Linked DNA regions of Sus scrofa: region 1 is linked to region 2. The links are chromatin contacts, called in public HiChIP or PLAC-seq maps. All regions are on one chromosome and are shown on one strand. Each heading gives the region's core, a stretch centred on a gene start, on an enhancer-like site or on the middle of the called end of the contact. The rest is flanking DNA. Distances are from core to core; before and after follow the strand shown. Region 1 holds the start of VDAC3 (voltage-dependent anion channel 1 pseudogene 5). Region 2 overlaps PLAT (plasminogen activator, tissue type).

Region 1 (4,288 bases), core at 699-3,198, 210 kb after region 2:
AACGTGAAGTCTTCTCGAGCTTTTGCTTGATCATACCAGCAGTGCATTTCCCATCAGAATCACGGGCCTGAAGAAATAAGCTTGAACCAGGCGAACTTGAGGTCAAATCCCCTATACAACTTTTGCAAAGTGTCTGGCAGTAGTTTTGAAAACGAGGCACAATGCTAAGAAAGATTGTAATTGGTTCCTAGATGATGTTTCTAAACATTTAAGTGTATCTTTTCTCTTGTCAATAGATTAAGGCTTTACAGTCTAGTTTTGTTTTTTAACGTTTCTGTTTGAATATATAGTGCCTGCTTTTCTCTGCTTATCTCCCAACCTATAGACTTCTGACACAATTTCAACAGATACCTGCGTCAGTTGTGATCATAAAGAATACTATCAGATTGCAATTGGCAGGGTGTAAAAAGTCTAGAATTGATTATTTGAACACAAGGGAGTGAATTGTAAATTAATTTCTCTGGACCTGAACTATGAAACCTTGTGGTTTAAACCAAAGTTTTATTATGCTATGACTCAGTACATTTATCTTCTTTTATCTTTTCTATACGCTTTCCTCTTAACTTTGTATGTATTTTTATACTATATCATACTGTCTATCGTATTTGACAGGTCTAAGTTAAGAAAGAAATTTTAAATGGATTCACAATTAAGAAGTACACCATAGGGGTTCCCATCGTGGCTCAGTGGTAATGAACCCAACTAGTATCCATGAGGATACAGGTTTGATCCCTGACCTCGCTCGGTGGGTTAAGGATCCAGCATGGCCCTGAGCTGTAGTGTAGGTTACAGAGGTGGCTTGGATCCTGCGTTGCTGTGGCTGTGATGTAGGCCAGCAGCTGTAGCTCCGATTAGACCCCTGGCCTGGGAACTTCATATGCCAAGGGTGAGGCCCTAAAAAGACCAAAAAAAAAAAAAAAAAAAAGGAGGTACCATAAAGTGTGTGTTGTGTTCAGGTGTGTTGGGATGGGACAGAAACTTAGCAGAGGGCCAGATTAAGAGCTAGGCTAAATATAAATAAATAGCAGATTGAATGTGTATTTGCTCCAGGCATAGCAATAGCAAGGGCTAGCTGGTGCTCTAGATTTTTCTAGAGTAATGGGGAGTAGTAATGGGGTTGCTTGAAGCAGTTCTACAGTTGGTTAGACATGGCTTTTGAGGATACTGTAGGAGGAGATTTCCTGTTCTGCAAAGAGGGCAAAGGAAGCAGCAGTGTCGATAGGCCTGAAGATTTTGATGTGAGGGTCATATTGGCAGCAGAAAGGCTGTCTGAATAGTAAGTAGACAGGGTGAAAGATCAAGCAAGCACCTTGGGTTTTTGAAGGCTTTAACTTGAGAGTATACACTGATTTTTGTTAAGCCGATTACTTCAGGTAGAATCTAGCCTATTTCTGGCTAATAGGTAAGATTATAATACTTTATTTTAAGAGCTTTGAGAGAGGGCATATTCTGGATGGGTGTATTTCACTTATTCTTAGTTTAAGGACTGAATTTCAGAGTAGCCAAAATGTTAACCCTGAAGATTTTAAATTGCATCTCTTTTTCAGTTCCTCAGAAAATTTACCTTGTCATCTTATACAGCTCTTTGGCTTTATAACAGCCCAAGAAATACTTTTCTAATGTAAGTTTTTGCATTTTTAAAAAGTAAAAATATAGTTTTAAAAAAGCGTCTCCTTCAGCCTGTGAGAAATTTCTTTTCTTGGAAAGAGGTCAGAAAGATGACCTCTGTGAGTCTCATGAAAAAACCCTTTTATTCTCCAGTGTTCTGGAAAGCTCTTTTTAAAGGAGCAGAATGCTTTCTCTTAACCTTGCTGCATTAGGGTATAAGCATTAACGATGCAGAGGAAGAAAAAAATGTATACCTCTTTTCACAGGACCAAACAGTTGAACACAGAATAAATGCAAAATGGTTATTTTCATTCCTTTGTCCTCATTTTTTTTTTAAGATATGTGTAACACACCAACTTACTGTGATCTAGGAAAGGCTGCCAAGGATGTCTTCAACAAAGGATATGGTAAGTGTGCTATTGTAAATTACCAATTTGGGTAAGCATTAATACTGTATATATTAAGCTATATGGGAGATACTGTACTTGATAAAATGAGGTTAAGTCAACATTAATCTATTTCATAAGATTTAAGGGGATAACTATTAGCAGATTACTAGATCTCTTTTTTTTTTAGAGTTAGAGGCCCTCAAGCATTAAAAACCATTGTGTACATAAGCACATTTGCGTATTTTATATTATCTTTTGGGTGAAATAATATAAATCTGCAATATTTTGCTAGGGCCTTTTGCTAGGCCCTGGGGACAGTTAAAGTAGGGGACATATTTTTGCTCCTCCAAATAATGACAGTGCTTTCATTATTTGAGTGAAGATACAGCTTTTGACTTCTTTGGAGGAACATAGAGTGTTTGAAACCAAATAGACATTTATCTTTGGTGTTTAAATTTTTAATTTTTCGTGTTGTACTCATTTGATTTTTTATTTACTAATAATGTTAATTGTGTATTTTTATATTTAAAGCTTGTGTATATGTCTACATAATTTCTCTTAATTTTGATTCTTAAAATAGTATATGTTCCTTTCATCCATTTGTTTTTTAACTCATTTCAAAAATATGCCTTTAGTATTTTGAGGGACTTAAAAATTATACTTATTTTGTTATAATTCAGTTTCTTGTGGAACTCCCACTTAGTGAGAATACTGTGTATTTTCCATATAAAATGTACTGTGGAGTATTTTCATAATTTCTAAGTTGCAAAGACTAGAGTGCATGTTACATTTTGTACATTACTGTGTTTTTATGTGTGTGTCTAGGGTTTGGCATGGTCAAAATAGATCTGAGAACCAAGTCATGTAGTGGAGTGGTAAGTACTTAATGTATTTTTAATATATTTGACATAATTATCTTAAAGAAACCTGTTTAAAAATCATTGTTTTTTTTTTTTTTTTTTTTTTTTTTTGTCTTTTTAGAGCCGCATCCACAGCATATGGAGGTTCCCAGGCTAGGGGTCCAGATGGAGCTATAGCTGCCAGCCTACACCACAGCCACAGCAACGCCAGATCTGAGCAGCGTCTGTGACATGCACCACAGCTCATGGCAATGCCAGATCCTTAACCCACTGAGTGAGGCCAGGAATCGAACCCACAACTTCATGGTTCCTAGTCAGATTCGTTTCCGCTGCACCATGGCAGGAACTCCTAAAAGTCATTGTTTAGTCAGATTACTTGAATCACATGCTTTTCCTGCTAAGCTGTCTTCCCTACAGTCTTCTCCTCCTCTCAGGGAGACCCTTTGTGTCTGTCATAATAAGAGTGTTCTGAGTCTTATTCTTAAAAGGCGTGGTGTATGTATACACACACACACGTATATATGGGGGCATATATATATATATATATATATATATATTCCCATGTATATGCATTTTTTTTTGACCTATGCCATATCTTTATGCTTTCATGAATATGTATGTGGACACTAAAATCTTTGCCTCCATTATACTGGGTTCATGCAAATTTTATTGTCTTTTTATAAAAACAAAACTGATTTTAATCCTTTCATGATTAGTTGAAACAAATGTAGAAATACATGTAGAAGATTAGTCTACAGTACAGTTTTTATTGATGTTCATGAAATCTTTTTTACTGGAAGTTAAGAATATGGTAAGGGCTTATCAGCATATTGTCACAGCACCTTTAACTAGAGCTTTTATTCAGTAAGTCTCAGCATGTCAACTTGAGAGTCAATTTAGTCTTTGACTTCTCCTTATTGACTGTACCTTTTTTGTTTGGTATTTACCTGTTCGAACCAGTGCAAATTGTATTTCTGGATATAATGATTTAATTATAAAGATAAGAAGCACGTGGAGTAGTTATGGTACTGTGCCTTACATTCCGTATAATCCTGGTTTGTCACTATTATTCTTTCCCTGGGTTTTCCAAGGGTAAATATGTATATATCTGCCCTTCAGGATGGGATTTTGTTATATTGTCTGTTAAAATAGAAAATTTATACTCATTTCGATTAGGGTTTCTAAATTTGCTCAGGGTAGGTTTCTGTTGCAAAAATCAACAACTGAAATTTTTATCTCCCTCTCATGCTGCTGTTGTGTGGAAATATTCATTCAGATGGTAAGAAAAATAGCATATTTGTGTGCTTGTTTTTATGGCTGCTTTTTCTCTGGTACTGATTTAGGATAAATTTCAACCATTGCTCCAAATTTCTTAGATCATATCTTGATATTTTTGTGATACGTCATCTATAACAGTAACATGTTTATGAG
Region 2 (3,939 bases), core at 857-3,356:
CTACACTGCAGCTCATGGCAAAGCCAGATCCTTAACCACTGAGCCAGGGATGGAACCCAAATCGTCATGGATATAGCCGGGTTCATTACCACTGAACCACAACAGGAACTCCTTACTTTTTTTTTCTTGGTTGGAATCTGTTGGTAGAGGAACATTTTGCCCTTGGAGCAGGGGGCAGCAGTGAAGGGATGGGTCAGGAGTGAAGGGATGGGTCGAGGGATAGGAGAGACGCTGAGTTTACCTGGCAGGCGTCGTGCAGGTTTGCATTGTCCCCACCACTTCGTGTGTCCCCGGCACACAGCATATTGTTGGTGATGGTTTTATTAAACAAATGTTTTGAAGTGCAGCGGCTGGATGGGTACAGCCGGACATGAGCCTCCTTCAGCCGCTCAGAATAGAAAGGAGAAGCTGAAAGAGAGGAGGAAAGACTTCTTGTGGTTTTAGGGAAAGTTATTTATAACCCTTTTGAAGGAGAAAGCCAAACTTTCCAATAGTAGCTAACATTTATCAATTTGTTACATGTATGAAATTGAATCTTATGAAATTGGTAATGTTTATTTTTTATTTTTTTGTCTTTTTTGTCTTTTCTAGGGCCACACCCATGGCATATGGAGGTTCCCAGGCTAGGGGTCTAATTGGAGTTGTAGCCACCAGCCTACACCAGAACCACAGCAACACCAGATCCAAGCCGCCTCTGCAACCTACACCACAGCTCATGGCAACGCTGGATCCTTAACCCACTGAGCAATGCCAGGGATGGAACCTGTGTCCTCATGGATATCAGTTGGGGTTCGTAACCCACTGAGCCACAACGGGAACTCCATCTCTCTCCACTTCCTATCAGAATCTCTTGGGAGTTCCCATGTGGCGCAGCGGAAACGAATCTGACTAGGAACCATGAGGTTGTGGTTTGGATCCCTGGCTTCACTCAGTGGGTTAAGGATCTGGCGTTGCCATGAGCTGTGGTGTAGGTCACAGATGCAGCTCAGATCTGGCATTGCTGTGACTGTGGTGTAAGCCGGCAGCTACAGCTCCAATTGGACCCTTAGCTTGGGAACCTCCATATGCCTCGAGTGTGGCCCTAAAAAGCAAAAAAGGATCTCCTGGAAACCTTAAGCTCTCAAAGCACTCGTGCTATTCAGACTCCTCTTAACCTGCATGGCTCCTCTGAGAGGCCAGGAGGGTGGGGCCTCCCTGGGGGCAGGAACTTGCCCTCCCTCCACTGTCATCGCAGCAGGGCCTGACCCCAGGCTGGACACTCTCAGGGGACCCCTTTCTCCTCTATCTGGTCAGTACCCCCGCTCGCCAGGCCACCCCAAAACAGACAGGATGGGGCCTCCACTTCCTCACACTCACAGGCTTCATGCTTGCCGTAGCCGGACAGCTCGCACTCCGTCCAATCGGGCAGCTGCAGGTGGCCTCCGGGAGGCAGACGGTTCGGACCGCATCACTTTCCTGGGCGCAGGTCAGCGAGTCTGATTTCAGCTGCAGCAGAGCTGGAGGGAGAGGGGCGGGGAAGGGTGAGCTTTGTCTGGGGTGGGCGGGGTGGGGGGATGGGATGGGGAAGTGGGGTGGGGTGTGTGGGGGGGGGGTCTGGAAGAAGGTGTGATGGCCCTCGGAGCTGGGCCATCCGGATTCCCCACCCCTTACCAATGTCATTGTCGTAAGTGTCGTCATTAAATTCCTTGTGGACGATGTATTTTTCCACTTCAAACGCCTGCTCCTCCTCTCCAGGGACCAGCCTATACGTTCTGCCCAAGACCACCCTGACGTGGTGGGGAGGGAACCTGGCAGAGAGACGGCCTTAGGATGCTCCTCCCCACCGGGCCTGGTCCAAGGTCTTAGGGAGGAGGATGGCCCACCTGGGTTCCCTCCCTACCTCTCTGGAAGCAGTGAGCAGCTGACAGCACCCAGCAGGAGCTGATCAGGATCCCCCCACACAGAAACCTCTCTCCTGGGGACCTCCGGTTCTTGACGAAGATGGCAGCCTGCCATGGGTGCGAGGTGATGTCAGCATAGAGGCCTCCTTTGATGCGGAACTGGGGCTCCTTGTACTGTCTCAGGCCGCAGGTGACTGGGTGAGGAAAGGGCAGAGCAGGGGGTCAGACCTGGGGCAACCTCCCCGAGCCCTGTCTTAGTGTTTTGCCTGGTGTGTCCTCCTATAGAACCACAGAACAGCCTCCACGGCAATAAATCCACAGCTGGCCTGCAGTGAGTCACAGGACCCACCGAGCACTGGGCAGAGGCTCTCTTTAACCCTCACAGCTCCCAGCTTCAGAGAGGCACCTGAACCCAGATCTGTCTGACCCCCAAACCAGGGTCTTTCTGCTATGCGTCACCACCTCTAGTTTCTTTCTGTAGCCACTTGCTGGCTTGAGAAATAATGAGGCGGGAGTTCTCATTGTGGCTCAACAGTTTAAGAACACAACATAGTCTCCATGAGGATGCGGGTTTGATCCCCGCCTCGCTCAGTGGGTTAAGGATCTGGTGTTGCCACAAGCTGTGTGGGTCACAGATGCGCCTCTGACTCAGTGTTGTGGTGGCTGTGGCACAGACCTCAGCTGTAGCTCTGATTTGACCCCTAGCCTGGGAACTTCCACATGCCGGGTGTGGTCATAAAAAGAAAAAAGAAAGTAAAAAAAAGAAAAAAGAAAGAACAGGGCATTGCAATTCTCCTGGGAACTATTTCCTCATTGCTTTCCCATCTCCTCAACCTCAACCCTCCTTCAAGGCTAGAGTGAAATCCTGCCTCTTCCCTAAAACTCCAGTCCAGCAGGCTCTGAGCCAGCCTGATAATATGGCTCCCGAAGTCATGCCATTTGTGACCTTGGCTGTGAGATTACTGGGAGCTGGTGTCTTACCTGCCCGATTAAACTCTATATTCCCTGAGTTTGGCTGATCTGTGGGTTCTCAGGAACCGATTAATAACAGCCTATTTTCAGACAATTTCTCAAGTTTCATTTCTTAGGAAAGTGGGCCAAGCTGAATGTCTTTCTGTCTCCACCCCGTATCCCTAAGCCTGTTCCCCTGGGTTAACTGGCTTCTGAGAGAAAGGCAGGATTGTTCACAGCCTGTCCTTGCACAGGCCCTGGAGTCAAATGATGGGTCAGGCCTTAGCTCTATTCCCAAACCCAGCCAGCGTGGGCAAGTCACGTGACATCTGAGAGCTTGCTTCCTAACCAGTAGAATGGGGTGGGAAGGCCACCCTCACCACCTTGTTGGGAGAACCTAGAAGCATCGAGGGGGCAATGAGCATGTGCTGTCCTCTCCTGACACCACCACTGTCATCACTGACAGAGCCATCCAGAGAGAGCCTGGAGCCTATGGCTTCTAAGAGAAACTGGTGCATTCTTTTCCTTATTTTGGTCCCCCCCTCCCCCCATCACCTGCCCAAGACTGTTGCCATCCCATCTTTGGCTCGGTGGTGGAAGCCCCCTCCCCATCAAGGCCCCGCCTTTCTGAAAATCTGGCAGCTGCACAGTCTGAACCAGCCACAGTGCAGACAGAGGCAGTGGCAGAAGAAACCGCTAAGAGTGAGGCTGAGAGAGGGAGGGGGGGCCAGGGCCTTCTTACCGCACTGAGGCAGGTCACAGTACTCCCAGGTCAGCTTATGGTCCTTCAGCACGTGGCACCAAGGCTGGGTGTCCCCATCTGGATTCCTAGTCGGAAGGGATGAGGGTTTCCACTCACATCACAAGTAGGGGAAGGAAGGACCCTGAGCTCTCTACGGGGCTCCACCGCTGACCCCACCATAGGAAAACTACTGTAACTTTGTTTTTCTTGCATCAACATTACGTTCTCATCTCCCAGCTGTGCTAGGAGAAAACTCTTAAATGGAATAAAAAGGCCAGGTGAGGAACGGGCAGATGAGGACCAGGTGGCTAGGGGACAGCCCCTCAAACTTGGGATTTGGGTCGTAAAACTGGAGGACTTGACTTT

The links. HiChIP or PLAC-seq counts read pairs in DNA pulled down with a chosen protein or histone mark.
Region 1: a contact with region 2 is called in an H3K27ac HiChIP or PLAC-seq map of alveolar macrophages. The contact joins the promoter of VDAC3 here to the enhancer-like site in region 2. A contact is called at or near these places in 5 of 5 promoter capture datasets (fetal liver, fetal skeletal muscle, liver and 1 more), 29 of 47 Hi-C or Micro-C datasets (adipose tissue, alveolar macrophages, blood and 16 more) and 2 of 2 datasets of contacts at active chromatin or transcription factors (alveolar macrophages and skeletal muscle).

The regions. Positions count from the first base shown.
Region 1 is chr17:11,411,051-11,415,338 of Sscrofa11.1, forward strand. It overlaps VDAC3 (voltage-dependent anion channel 1 pseudogene 5), which reads left to right and starts at 1,949. Exons shown (of 8, transcript NM_214364.1): 1 at 1,949-2,015; 2 at 2,823-2,872. The coding sequence starts at 1,949.
Region 2 is chr17:11,198,610-11,202,548 of Sscrofa11.1, forward strand. PLAT (plasminogen activator, tissue type) reads right to left here. Exons shown (of 16, transcript NM_214054.1): 9 at 3,574-3,659; 10 at 1,887-2,074; 11 at 1,880-1,884; 12 at 1,651-1,787; 13 at 1,418-1,496; 14 at 1,357-1,415; 15 at 242-408. Among named protein-coding and RNA genes, the nearest start is that of PLAT, 23 kb to the right of the region's middle. Within about 2 kb of position 2,107, at least 6 of the 83 cell types and tissues checked have an H3K27ac peak or open chromatin away from gene starts, as enhancers often do. A contact at or near this core is called in alveolar macrophages, omental adipose tissue and retroperitoneal adipose tissue, where this site is marked.